2 separate regions of the Ovis aries genome follow, and region 2 is linked to region 1. Evidence: chromatin contacts called from public Hi-C data. All regions are on one chromosome and are shown on one strand. Each heading gives the region's core, a stretch centred on a gene start, on an enhancer-like site or on the middle of the called end of the contact. The rest is flanking DNA. Distances are from core to core; before and after follow the strand shown.

Evidence for each region. A called contact is a pair of places that touch in the nucleus more often than the background predicts.
Region 2: a contact with region 1 is called in a Hi-C map of liver, with 4 times the contacts expected there. The contact joins two enhancer-like sites. A contact is called at or near these places in 2 of 16 Hi-C or Micro-C datasets (liver and skin fibroblasts).

The regions. Positions count from the first base shown.
Region 1 is chr9:27,629,222-27,635,401 of ARS-UI_Ramb_v3.0, reverse strand. No RefSeq gene overlaps it. Among named protein-coding and RNA genes, the nearest start is that of TRIB1, 190 kb to the left of the region's middle. Within about 2 kb of position 3,576, at least 9 of the 54 cell types and tissues checked have an H3K27ac peak or open chromatin away from gene starts, as enhancers often do. A contact at or near this core is called in liver, where this site is marked.
Region 2 is chr9:27,794,109-27,799,677 of ARS-UI_Ramb_v3.0, reverse strand. No RefSeq gene overlaps it. Among named protein-coding and RNA genes, the nearest start is that of TRIB1, 22 kb to the left of the region's middle. Within about 2 kb of position 3,842, at least 15 of the 54 cell types and tissues checked have an H3K27ac peak or open chromatin away from gene starts, as enhancers often do. A contact at or near this core is called in liver, where this site is marked.

The sequences.
Region 1 (6,180 bases), core at 2,327-4,826:
CCCGTCTTTCTCAGCATCAGCACCCTTTAAGGCAGGGCTCAGACATCACCTCCTCTGTGTGGCCTCCCCTCTCACCCACCGGAGGGTGAACTTGCTCCTTCCTCGTGCTCATCCCCTATCCCCAAGCTCTGCTCATCCTATTTAGCAGCGCGGCGTCTGCTCTGAACCAAGCCACCAGCCACATCCTTTCCTGAGAAGTCTTGTTTCTTAGAGCAGAACTAGAGACAATGATGGTCTCTCTCTAAAGCTCTGTGGCGAGGATCGGATACACAGGCAGTTTTACACAGAGCTTCACACCCAAGAATCACCCCGCAGATGAGAATTCCTCATTATTATCAATATAGGACTATTCCTCTGTGGTGTAATCACTTCCATCATAAGCTTCAGTCTTACTAGACTCTACCCGGCTGGAGTACAGTGGCTGGAGTCTTACTCATCTCTGTTAAAAAGCAAAATTCAGTGAGTAAATGTGAAGATCTAATTGGCCTTACTCAACGACTCATGGATCAGGCAGCGTACCACGGAGTAAGTGGGCTTCCCTGGTGGCTCAGAGGTCAAGAATCCACCTGCAATGCAGGAGACGCAGGTTTGATCCCTGGGTCAGAAGATCCCCTGCAGAAAGAAATGGCTACCCACTCGACTAGTATTCTTGCCAGGAGAATTCCAGGTGGGCTACAGTCCTTGGGGTCGCAAAGAGTCAGACACAACTGAGTGACTCACACACACACACACACATCAAATAGATAGACAGGTACATGGAGGGGCTGGACCAAGTGGAAGGTGTTTATGGGCAGGACGGGCAAAGGAAAACATCATTTCAGCAAAGGAAAATGTTGCAAAGGAAAACATCATTTCAGGCCAGAAATTCTTCTTTTGGGGAAAGGACCAGCAGGCATCTTTGTCATGTGAATTGCCTGTCAAAGGAAGGGGGTGGGGAGGGACACACCCCTGTGACAGATTACCTCCTTGGTGCCAACCAGAAAATTCCAGACTGGGTGATTAAGATTACATTTTGGGGGAATGTTGAAATTGCAGGTAAGTCAGGTTTTAAATCCAGTTTTGATATCATGGGATTTAGCACAAGTGATGCCATTTCGGCCCCCTGGTTCTCTCCTTAATATCTCTAAACCTGCTTCTAGCCCAGTGCCCAGCACTTAGTAGGTGTTCAATCAAGAGTAAATTTTCAATGGGAGCACACATGTAAATATCCAGCATCTACTAAGTGCTTAGTATCTTCCAGGCTGTGTTCTAAGCCCTTTGCATGAAAGAACTCATTTAAAACAACAGTCCTGTATGATTGCTGTTTATCAGTATTCTTTTAACACACGCGGAAACATGACACGGACGGGAGAAGTAACTTGTGCAAGGTGAGTGTTTACCAGAGCTGAGATTCAAACTTGGACAGATTCAAACCTTATTGTTCCATCAGCTTTCATAGTACAACATATACAGCCCAGATCGGGTGCTCATTGGTAAATGCCTGGCACTTGGTAGGTGTTTAGTGAATGTTGAAAAAGTGTTTGGGGCCTTTGTATGTTTTGATTGCCCAGACTAAAGCAGGCAAGTCACACAGATCAGCTCTCCAAAAGGGGTGGGGTGGTGGGGGGAGCTTTCTATTTGTTAGACTTATCCCTAGAGAATGTGTTTCTAGAGTCTCTAGTACTGTGTGTCTTTTCCCGAGATGCCCTGTTCTAGACCCAGCACTTGACCTTCCAGAGGGGAGGAGCAGGCGGCGTCTCCCAGACAGGCTCTGTCTCTCTGCCATGTTCTCTGCAGACTACACACCTCTTCTCTCCTTCCAGAATGTTCCTTCCTCTCCCTCTCCAGCACCTTCCCCACTGGCACCATGATCCATCTGGAAAGCCCTTCCTGACTCTTCTCTGGGAAGTCCTTCCCAACTGCCATCGCACACTGAGCTCTCCCACACTGAACACGTGGTTTGTAAACACACACCTGTGCATGTTCACAACACAGTGGTGAGTGGCAAGGCCTTTCATGCCAGACTCCTGGCTTTCAGTCTGGCTCTGCCATCCTGTACAAGTCTCCCCAGCTGAGCCTCACTTTCCCCATCTGTGAAATGGTGCTAATCTTAGTACCCATTTCATAGGGTTTGGTGAGCCTTAAGAGTATGTACAGAGCACTTAGCCATGGGATATGAACATAGCGAATGTTTCATATGTGTTCCTGTTCTTTTATTCTTCTAAAATGAGCTCTTCCTTGCATATCTTTGCATCTCCAGTGCCCAGCACACTGCAGGTACTCAGTAAATGAAAATGCAACTTAATTTCAACAATGTGAGCATGTATTGAGGACCCACCAGGTAGCAAGGGCTAGATACGTGTTGGGGGAGGTGAAGCTAAAGGTCAGGATGCCTGTGTATGGAGATAACCAATGAGTGACTGGATGAGGGGACTTCCCTGGCAGTCCAGTGGTTAAGACTTCACCTTCCAATGCAGGGGCTGTTGTTTTGATTCCTGGTCAGGGAGCTAAGATTCTACATGCAGGGAGGCCAAAAAACCAAAATGTGAAATGGAAACAATATTGTAACAAATTCAATACTGACTTTAAAAATGGTCCACATTAAAAAAAAAAAAAAAGGCTCAGAGAAAAAAGAGAGGGCTTCCCAGGTGACGCTAGTGGTAAAGAACCTACCTGCAATGCAGGAGACATAATAGACATGAGTTCAGTCCCTGGGTTGGGAAGATGCCTTGAAGCAGGGAGTGGCAACCCACTCCAGCATTCTTGCCTGGAGAATCCCTTGGACAGAGGAGCCTGGCAGGCTATGGTCCATGGGGTCGCAAAGGGTCAGACATGACTGAATCAACTTAGCATGCAGAGAAAAAGAGCCAGGATGATGCCAAGGTGGTACATTCATTCATCAGCTCATCTATTCATTAAGGCATTTGTTGTGCCAGGCTCCAGGGAGGCAAAGATGAATAAAATTCACTCCTAGTCCTTAAAGAGACATGATTGGATATATATAACTTACAACATAGACAGATAACTACCTTCTTAGAGGCGTGAACAAGGTGGGCTCCGGGCTCAGGAGACACAGCCGCTGGACTCAGGATCAGTCTGTAAAGTATGGGGCAGGGGAGCTGGGTAAGACTGGCTGTCTATGCACGGGGTGGCCCTTTTGCCTGGGACATCTCTCCTTCTCATCTTTCCAGCCTCAGATGACATGTCCTATCCTCAGTGAATCCCCTTGGAAAGCCCACCTCCTCATCGCTCTGGCACTGCACAGTTCATTTCTTCTCAAGCACTAGCCGTAGTCCTTAGTGAGTGAAAAGCAGGGAAGGAAAGGCAGATAAATTTCTTGAATATCTACTATGGGCCAGGCACTGGGCTCTTCAATTGATGAACACTACTTAACAAATTTTCCCCCTGTTTCCAGGGGTGTCCGTATTGACACTTCAAGAGGGCAAATGCCTTTGCTCAAGGTCACTGGCCAGGAAGTAGTGGAACTGGACTTGGAATTTCAGGGCCAGCTGCCTCCCCACACCCAGAGAGCTTTCATGGCACCAGGAGAGGCCAAGTAGGCAAGAAAGGAAACGGAATGATTCGTTTACTGCCCCAGGGCATTTTCAGCAACAAGTAAGTGATTTCTCTAGTTCCCAGTTGGCTATTCAAGCAGAGACTTGGCAGCTGGGAACCAGGCTGCCGAAAAACAGGTTTTCTTCTTAACTCAGCAGCACCACCTGCAGGATATGAAGGAAAGCTGCAAAAAAGGTTCAGGAGAGAGGAGGGAGGGGATGTGGCGAAGGAACCTGAGATACCGTCTAATGACCTTTGATCTTAAAAAAGGAGCACATTGAGACCAAGAAAGGGACTTAAGGTCACAGTGTTAGTGGTGTCAAATTTGAAGCTGTATCTCTCCAGACTTCTGGTTCAGTGCCCTCTTCCCTTCCACCCTCCCGTCTTCCCTCTCCCTACTCACTCCCCTCCACCCTTGATTCTCATTCTCTCACTAGGTCTCTCCTTTCTCTCTCATTCAGTAAGCATTAACTAAGCACTCAATAGAGGCTTCCCAGATGGCTGTAAAGAATCCACCTGCCTATGCAGGAGACTCAAGAGACTTGGGTTCGATCCCTGGGTAGGGAAGATCCCCCTCGGAGTAGGAAACAGTAACCCATAACCCATCCAGTATTCTTGCCTGGAAAATTCCATGGACAGAAGAACCTGGCGGGCTACAGTCCGTGGGGCTGCAAAGAGTCAGACATGACAGAGACGCACATACATACGAGCACTCAGTATGCCCTGGGCATATTCATCCTTGTGGGACATAAATATTGATAACTAAAATGGGCCTTTTAGGATTAACATTTAATTGTTGCTTAATTGCCATTAACCATCTACTTCATCATTACTCCCAAGACATACTGTACATTACTGTGTATCAGACACTAGGCTAAGGCGTGATCTCAGTAGATCTTCACAGATGAGGAAACTAAGGCTTAGAGAGCTTTGGTTTAGTAGTTGTGGAGCAAGGATTCAAAACCAAATCCTTCTGATCTCAGAGCCAGAGATCTTAATCACTCTGTTATAGTTACTCTTTAAAGGATCCAAGGTTATGTGAAGAAGAATCCATACTCTAATTAGGATGCTACTGCTATTTAAAATAACTACTTATTTCCTGTCTAAGTGGGGTTGCTGACTCTCCTCTCAAATTCATTGCTTCTGAAATCCCTTCAAGTTTACATTGAGAGTCTCTGTACCAGGCACTGTGTTGGGTGCTAGAGTCACAGAGATGACTGTAGCTCAGCCAGAAGCTTGTGACCTTGTAGGTGTCAGTCTTAATACCGCCATCGGCAAGATGTTCTCATAGAAGCATGGCACAACTCCGGGGGGTGCCATTCACACCACAGCTGACGGAAATGGCATCTCCTAAATTGGCCAGCGCTCTACTTGTGGGACTGTATTTGGTGTCCTTGGCCCAGTGGGATGGGAACAAGAAAGAGGGGCACGGGGTGAGGGATGGGGACCAATCGCTTTCACCTTGCAGGGCAGGGAAGCCTCACGGCTGAGGCCACTGGAGTGTGAATGCCTCAAAGCTCTACAGACTTGGATTTCCTGTTCTCTGCAGCTGGGAGGTAGGGTCAGGTTTTGAGGAAATACGTCTCTGCGTTTTGACCTGCAGAGCAGAAAGTGTATTTCGGTTTCCATTTCTGCATTAGCACCAAAGTTGCATTTTAAGTTCCTGGGGAATTTGCCCTCATTCTCATTTTTGGGTGGATGGGTAATTTCTTTCTTTTTGGGTGGTTGGTTATTGAAATTGGAGCTCACGAATCGCAAGAACCACGTCCAAAACCAGAAGATCTAGTGTGGGCAGCCTTGCAGCAGTTAAAGAATTCTCTGCCCAAATCGCAGGAGAATGAACCCACTGCAGCCCCAGAGAATGGAGCCTTCATCTCACAGATAACTGGCCCCCATCTCTCAGCATCTCCCCTCACTCTCCTCACCATCTAAGAGCACTTTATGTGTGTGCACGCAAATTTTACCGTTTCACTTGTAGCAGAAAAACAAGACATTTTTTTTTCATTTTCCTAATATAAAAGGATTTCATAATAATGCCTATTCTTTGAAGTTGCTATTTCAGACCCCTCAAGGAAGGGCATGCTGGCAATCACAGGACTGGGCTGGGCTGGTTACTGGAAGGGTGTTAAAGGTGAGGGTACAAAGGTGTTAAAAAAAAAAAAAAGCACCTGCTTTCAGCCTTCCAGGTGCTCTTCCTCCATTGCTAGCCCTGCAGCCACAGGAATGATCACTGTGGGAAAGAATAGCAGTAGGGGTGGTGGGGGTCCCCACGCCCATCACACCTTGGATGGCAGAGCAAGGACATGGGGGAGACTCTCTTCTCTTCTGCCCTGGGAGAAAGATGCTCATCAGCCTGTTGTGTGTGTGTGTGTTTACTTGCTCAGTCGTGTCTGACTCTCTGTGACCCCATGGACTTCAGCCTGCCAGGCTCCCCTGTCTGTGGGATTCTCCAGGCAAGAATACTAGACCGGGTTGCCATTTCCTCCTCCAGGGGATCTTCCTAACCCGGGGATCAAACCCACATCTCTTGAGTCTCCTGCATTGGCAGGTGGGTTCTTTACCTCTGAGCCACCTGGGAAGCCCTCTTTTCTTCTCATGCTGTGGGCTCAACAGCCAGACTGGGACCACCGGCAGTCAGCCAAGATA
Region 2 (5,569 bases), core at 2,593-5,092, 160 kb before region 1:
ACAGCTGATGGAGGAGAAGTCAGCCTCATTCTGTTCCTCTTTCCTGCCCAGAGCCTCTCTGATTTATGTGCTGGATATATGATTTTCTACAGAAGATTATATTTGGAATAAGATTTTTGCAGCTGAAAAATTATTTGAAATTATCAATATTCAAAAATTTGTCCCTGAACTGTTCAGTTGTCCTGGGTGAGGGTTAAGAGTGCCGATTTCCTGACTCTACTAACGACTGGCTGAGTTGCATTTTCATGGGCAAGGTCATGCATTTTATCTTATTATTTATTCAATAAAGCAACTGTATTGTTCATTTATTTGTGCATTTTTGGGTGCTCGGGCTTCTCATTGTGGGGGCTTCTCTTGTTGCACAGCAACGGCTCTAGGCTCACGGGCTCAATAATTGTAGCACATGGGCTTGGTTGCCCCACAGCATGTGGAATCTTCCCGAAACAGGATTGAAGCCGTGTCCCCTGCATCGGCAGAAAGATTCTTAACCCTGGACCACTAGGGAAGTCCCAGGGCATGCATTCAAGTCGGTTTCTTGGTGGATTCCTATTCATGCTAATGTCCAAAGAACACGCTTCTATTCATTTTACAGCTGGGGAAGTTGAGACCGTGTCACATGAAGTGCCTGGGTCAGGGTCTCCTAGGCTGGTGTAAAGGGGGTCTTAATTTCAAGACCAGTGCTCTTTTCATGCTGCAACTTCTGTGAGTCTTAAAAGGCAAAGCTCTTGGAGAAACCCTGTCCCAGATTATGAGACGGGGTGCTGGAGGGAGACAGGGCCACTCCATACTATCTTGGTTTTATGGGAAGTTTCCACCTCTAGCAACTTCGCTTTGCCTGCACACACTCCAGGGTAGGCACACAGCGGGTGTTGGAATGGAAGAAAAAGTGAATGGAAAATGAGATTCTTACGGAGAGATAGAAACAAAACATATACAGTGTCATTGCAGGTGGTCTAAGCTCTGGGAAGAAAATCAAACTAGGTAGGAGATACAGAGTGATAGGTTGAGGGACTCTTCTAGACAGAATGGGGACAGAAGGTCTCTCCTGAGGAGCTGACTTTGAATAGAGACCCAAGGGATACGGGAGATGGAGTCGCCTAGTAGAAGAACCTTTCAGATAAAGAGAAGAGCACATGCAAAGGCCTTGAGACAGAGAAGTGCTTGGTGTGTCTGAGGACCTTCAAGGATTGTTTCAGGCTTAAATAAGACAATGGGTGTAAATTTCGTAGGCTAGCGGATGCTAAACACTGGCTGTTACTATTACTGGGGTCATTTTACCTTCATGCTGAGGACAAGTTTCAACAGATTTATGTTTTATTTTATTCTACTGTTTGTTATTTAAAAGTCATATTTGAGACTTCCCTGGTAGTCTGGTGGCTAAGACTCTGTGCTCCCAATAGAGGGGGACTGTGTTCAATCCCTGGTCAGGGAACTGGATCCTACGTGCTGCAACGAAGGGTTTGCATGCCGCTACTAAAAGATTCCCCCATGCTGCAACTAAAACTTGGTGCAGTCAAATAAATAAAATTAAAAAATAAAAAGTCATATTCATTGAGGTATAATTTCCCTACAGTAAAATTCACCCTTGTCTAGTATACACAGGAATGAGATTTGACAAATGCTTCCCCTTGTATGAGTCCCACCACGGTCAGGATTTCGAACACTTCTGTCACCATAAAAATTCCCTTGTGCCTTTTGTAGCAAATCTCCGTGTTTTTCCATTGTTGTTGTTCAGTCGCTCAGTCATATCCGGTTCTTTGCCACCCCATGGACTGCAGCACACCAGGCTTCCCTGTCCATCACCAACTCCCGGAGATTGCTCAAACTCATTGAATCAGTGATCTTATCCTCTGTCATCCCCTTCTCCTCCTGCCTTCAATCTTCCCCAGCATCAGGGTCTTTTCTGAAGAGTCAGTTCTTCACATCAGGTGGCCAAAGGATTGCAGCTTCAGCATCGGTCCTTCCAATGAATATTCAGGACTGATTTCCTTTAGGATTGACTGGTCTGATCTCCTTGCAGTCAAAGGGACTCTCAAGAGTCTTCTCCAATATCACAGTTCAAAAGCACCAATCCTTCAGCGCTCAGCCTTCTTTATGGTCCAACTCTCCTGTTCATACATGACTACTGAAAAAACCATAACTTTAACTAAATGGACCTTTGTCAGCAAAGTAATGTCTCTGTTTTTTAATATGCTGTCTAGGTTGGTCGTAGCTTTTCTTCCAAGGAGCAAGCATCTTTTAATTTCATGGCTGCAGTCACCATCTGCAGTGATTTTGGAGCCCAAGAAAATAAAGTCTATTTTCATTGTTTCCCCATCTTGTGCTTCATCCAGCCTAGCATTTCACATAATGTCCTCTGTATATAAGTTAAATAAGCTTTGTTTCTCAATAGCCCCTAGCAATCGTTAATCTATTTCTGTCTCTAGAGATTCGGAATCATGTAGATGTGAACTTTTGCGTCTGCCTTCTTTCTCTTAGCAGAATGCTTCGGAGATTTCTTTACTCTGTTGTATGTCTCCTAGTTCGTTCTTTTTTATTGCTGAGTAGTATTCCATTGTGTGGATGGAAACCTTTTGTTTATCTCTTTGCCAGTTGAAGGACACCTGGGTTGTTTCCAATTTGCGGTTATTAGGAGTAAAGCTGCCATCAATATTCATGTATATGTCTTTGTGAAGTGAAACTGTTGGCTCATTTGCTTCACTTGATAAGGAATCACTGAATTGCTTTCCAGAGTGGCTATACTTTAATATTTTGCATCCCCATTAGCAAAGTATGAGCATTCCAGTTGCTCTGCATCTTCACCAAGACTTTGTACTGTCATCTAACTAGTTCATTAGTCAGTTAATTAATGTGTTAGTCATCCTAGTAGACAGGTAGGGGTAGCTCACTGTGGTTTTAAATTCCACTTCCCTAATGTCTAATGAGGCCTGGCATCTTTTCCAGTGCTTATTTGCCATCTCTCCTTTGGTGAACTATCTGCTCAACTATTTTGCCTATTTTTCAGTTGGGATGTTTGTTTCCTTACTGACTTGTAGGAATTCTTTTCATATTCCAGATGCAAGTTCTTTATCCAATACATGTTGTGTAAATACATAGTTCCTCTCTGAATATAACTTGTCTTTTCATGTTCTTAAAGAATGTTTTTTGAGGAGGTGAAGTTTTACATTTTTTTAAAGCCCAATTTACCCCCTTTTTTCCTCTTATAGTTCATGTACTTTCTAAGAAAAGTTTTGCCTAGCTCAATGTTATAGAGATTTTATCCTACTTTTATTTTCTAGTAAAAGTTTTATAGTTTTAGGTTTTCTATTTGGGTCAAGGATCCATCTTGAGATTGGGCAAACTTTCATACATGAAGTGAACTAAAGGTTAAGGCTTTTTTTTTTTTTTTTTTAATTTTGATCGGCCAATTTTTCCAGCACCATTGATTGAAAGATCTGCTTTACTGAATGATGTAAAACTTTGCCCACTGTTCCACGTAGCATACTTTTTAGTCCAGTGTGAGTGATGGCTGAGAAGGGCTGAAGGTACAGATTGGGGGGTACCAGATTCTTGAGTACAGATTCTTGTGTAAGAAGTGGGGCTCCGAGTCACGTACCAAGTAGCCCACATGGTAACGAAAAGCAAGTACCTTCAAGATGAAATTGCCAGCTCCAAAGGAGGGTGCAGGCCAGCTGGGGAGGTGCCTGGTCCGTGTTTCTCTTGGTGTTTCTCAGAGATTTGTACTTGTCTTGCGTAAACTGCAGATTAGGAAAGCGTTAGGTAACAAGAGGGTGACTGGAGAGTATTACACACCAGCCTGGCATGGGGCCACGGAATGCAGCCTGCAGGGATGGCCATGCCCAGCAAGTCAGATAGAGCTGCAGCCGAGACGGGACGGCGTTCCCTCTCCTTCCTGCAGCCGCAAGGCAGCCTCTGCTGGATCTGGCTGTTCTCTGGAGCTTCAGTATCTCACAGCTTCTGGAGGTGACAGTGGGACAGGAAGGTCTTGGCAGCCATGAAGTTCATTCCACTTTAAGGAGATGAGGAAAACATTTAGAAATGTAAGAGAAATGAACAAATTGACCGATATAGTTGGAGTCATTATCATCCCTCTCTGATTGATAGATCAAGCAGGCAGAAAATCATTAGGACAGAGATGATCTAAACAGAATGGCCCGTCAGCCTGATATGATTATTACTGCAGTAACACTAGCCTCATATAATGAATTAAGAAGTGCTCCTCTGCTTTTATTTTTTGGAAAAAATTGTGGAGAATCTATATCCTTTCTTCCTTTAATGTTTGGTGTAATTTACTAGTGAAAGCATCTAGTGATCTTGGTGATGTCTTTTTTGGAAGGTTTTTTGACTGTTGACTCAGTTTTCAAAATGAATATAGACTTATTAAAATTATCTATTAAAAATGAAAGAAGGAGGTATGATGCAGAGGCTTTGCCCAGAGGAAAGTTAACAACAAACAAAATTTCATTCCAGTCGTCCTGCTTGCATCCTGCCCTTCACTCCCAGTCCCCACAACGCTGCCCTTCATCAGACCACTCAGATATCTGATGCTCAAGTGTTTGGGAAGCATCTGCTTCGAGCTCCCAAAGTCTCCCATTTGTAGGGGCTACATATGATCCCTGCCCTCTAGGTTTTTACACTCAAACCTTGGAGGATGTGAATTTACCTGGTTAAAGGTGAAAAGGAGACTGACCTTCATTGAGGGTCTCCTCTGTACCAGACACTGTGTCAGGGGGTCCAAAGGTTATTGGGTTTATTCCTGCAGTAACTCTGTGAGGCTGAGATGGTCATCCTCATTTTCTGTTGTGACAACTGGGGCTCAGAGAAGTTAAGTCATTTACCCAGGATTGCACAGCTAGTTGTGTCAGAGCCAGGGTGTGAACCCAAGACAATCAGTCCCCAGAGCCTGTGGACTTTCACTTATCATGTTGCCACACTATGTGCCAAGAACTCAGCTGTGGCTTGTGGGGGTCACAGAGTGGAACGAGCCTTGGGGTCACCTACCCTTGATATCTGGTGAAGGGAGAGCAGATTTAACTATGATGTTGAGATAATGTAGACAGCGCCGTGGGGCTCCGGGGGGTGTGGGTAGTGTTTGTGGAGGAGGTGGCATGTCAGAGGGGTTCTGAAGGACAGAAGCCTGTGCCCTGCGGATGTGGGGCTGGGGAAGAAGATGCTGGAGGGAGAGAACACGGAGGGGACCATAAGGGCACATCATTCTACGGCAAGACCCGTCATGCTTTGCGAGTTTGAACTCATTAAATCCTCACAGAAGTCCTAGGAGGCAGATATGTTTATTATCTTTGTTTCACGGAAGGCCGGAAAGGTTAAATAGCTTGCCTGTGGTCACACAGCTGGCAGATGATAGAGCAGGTAGAAACCCAGCCTCTGGAGGGGGAAGTGAAGTCAGCCAGGAGTGTCATATTTGTGGGGGCAGCAGGGCGGAAGGTCAGATTGAAAAGGGAGGCTGGGGCTGGCTCCCAGAGTTCACATGCCAGGCATGGGAATCTGGCCTTTGTCCTGCTGCCTTGGTGAGCTCAGGAGGCCTTGAGGTAGGGGAATGAAGTCAGCA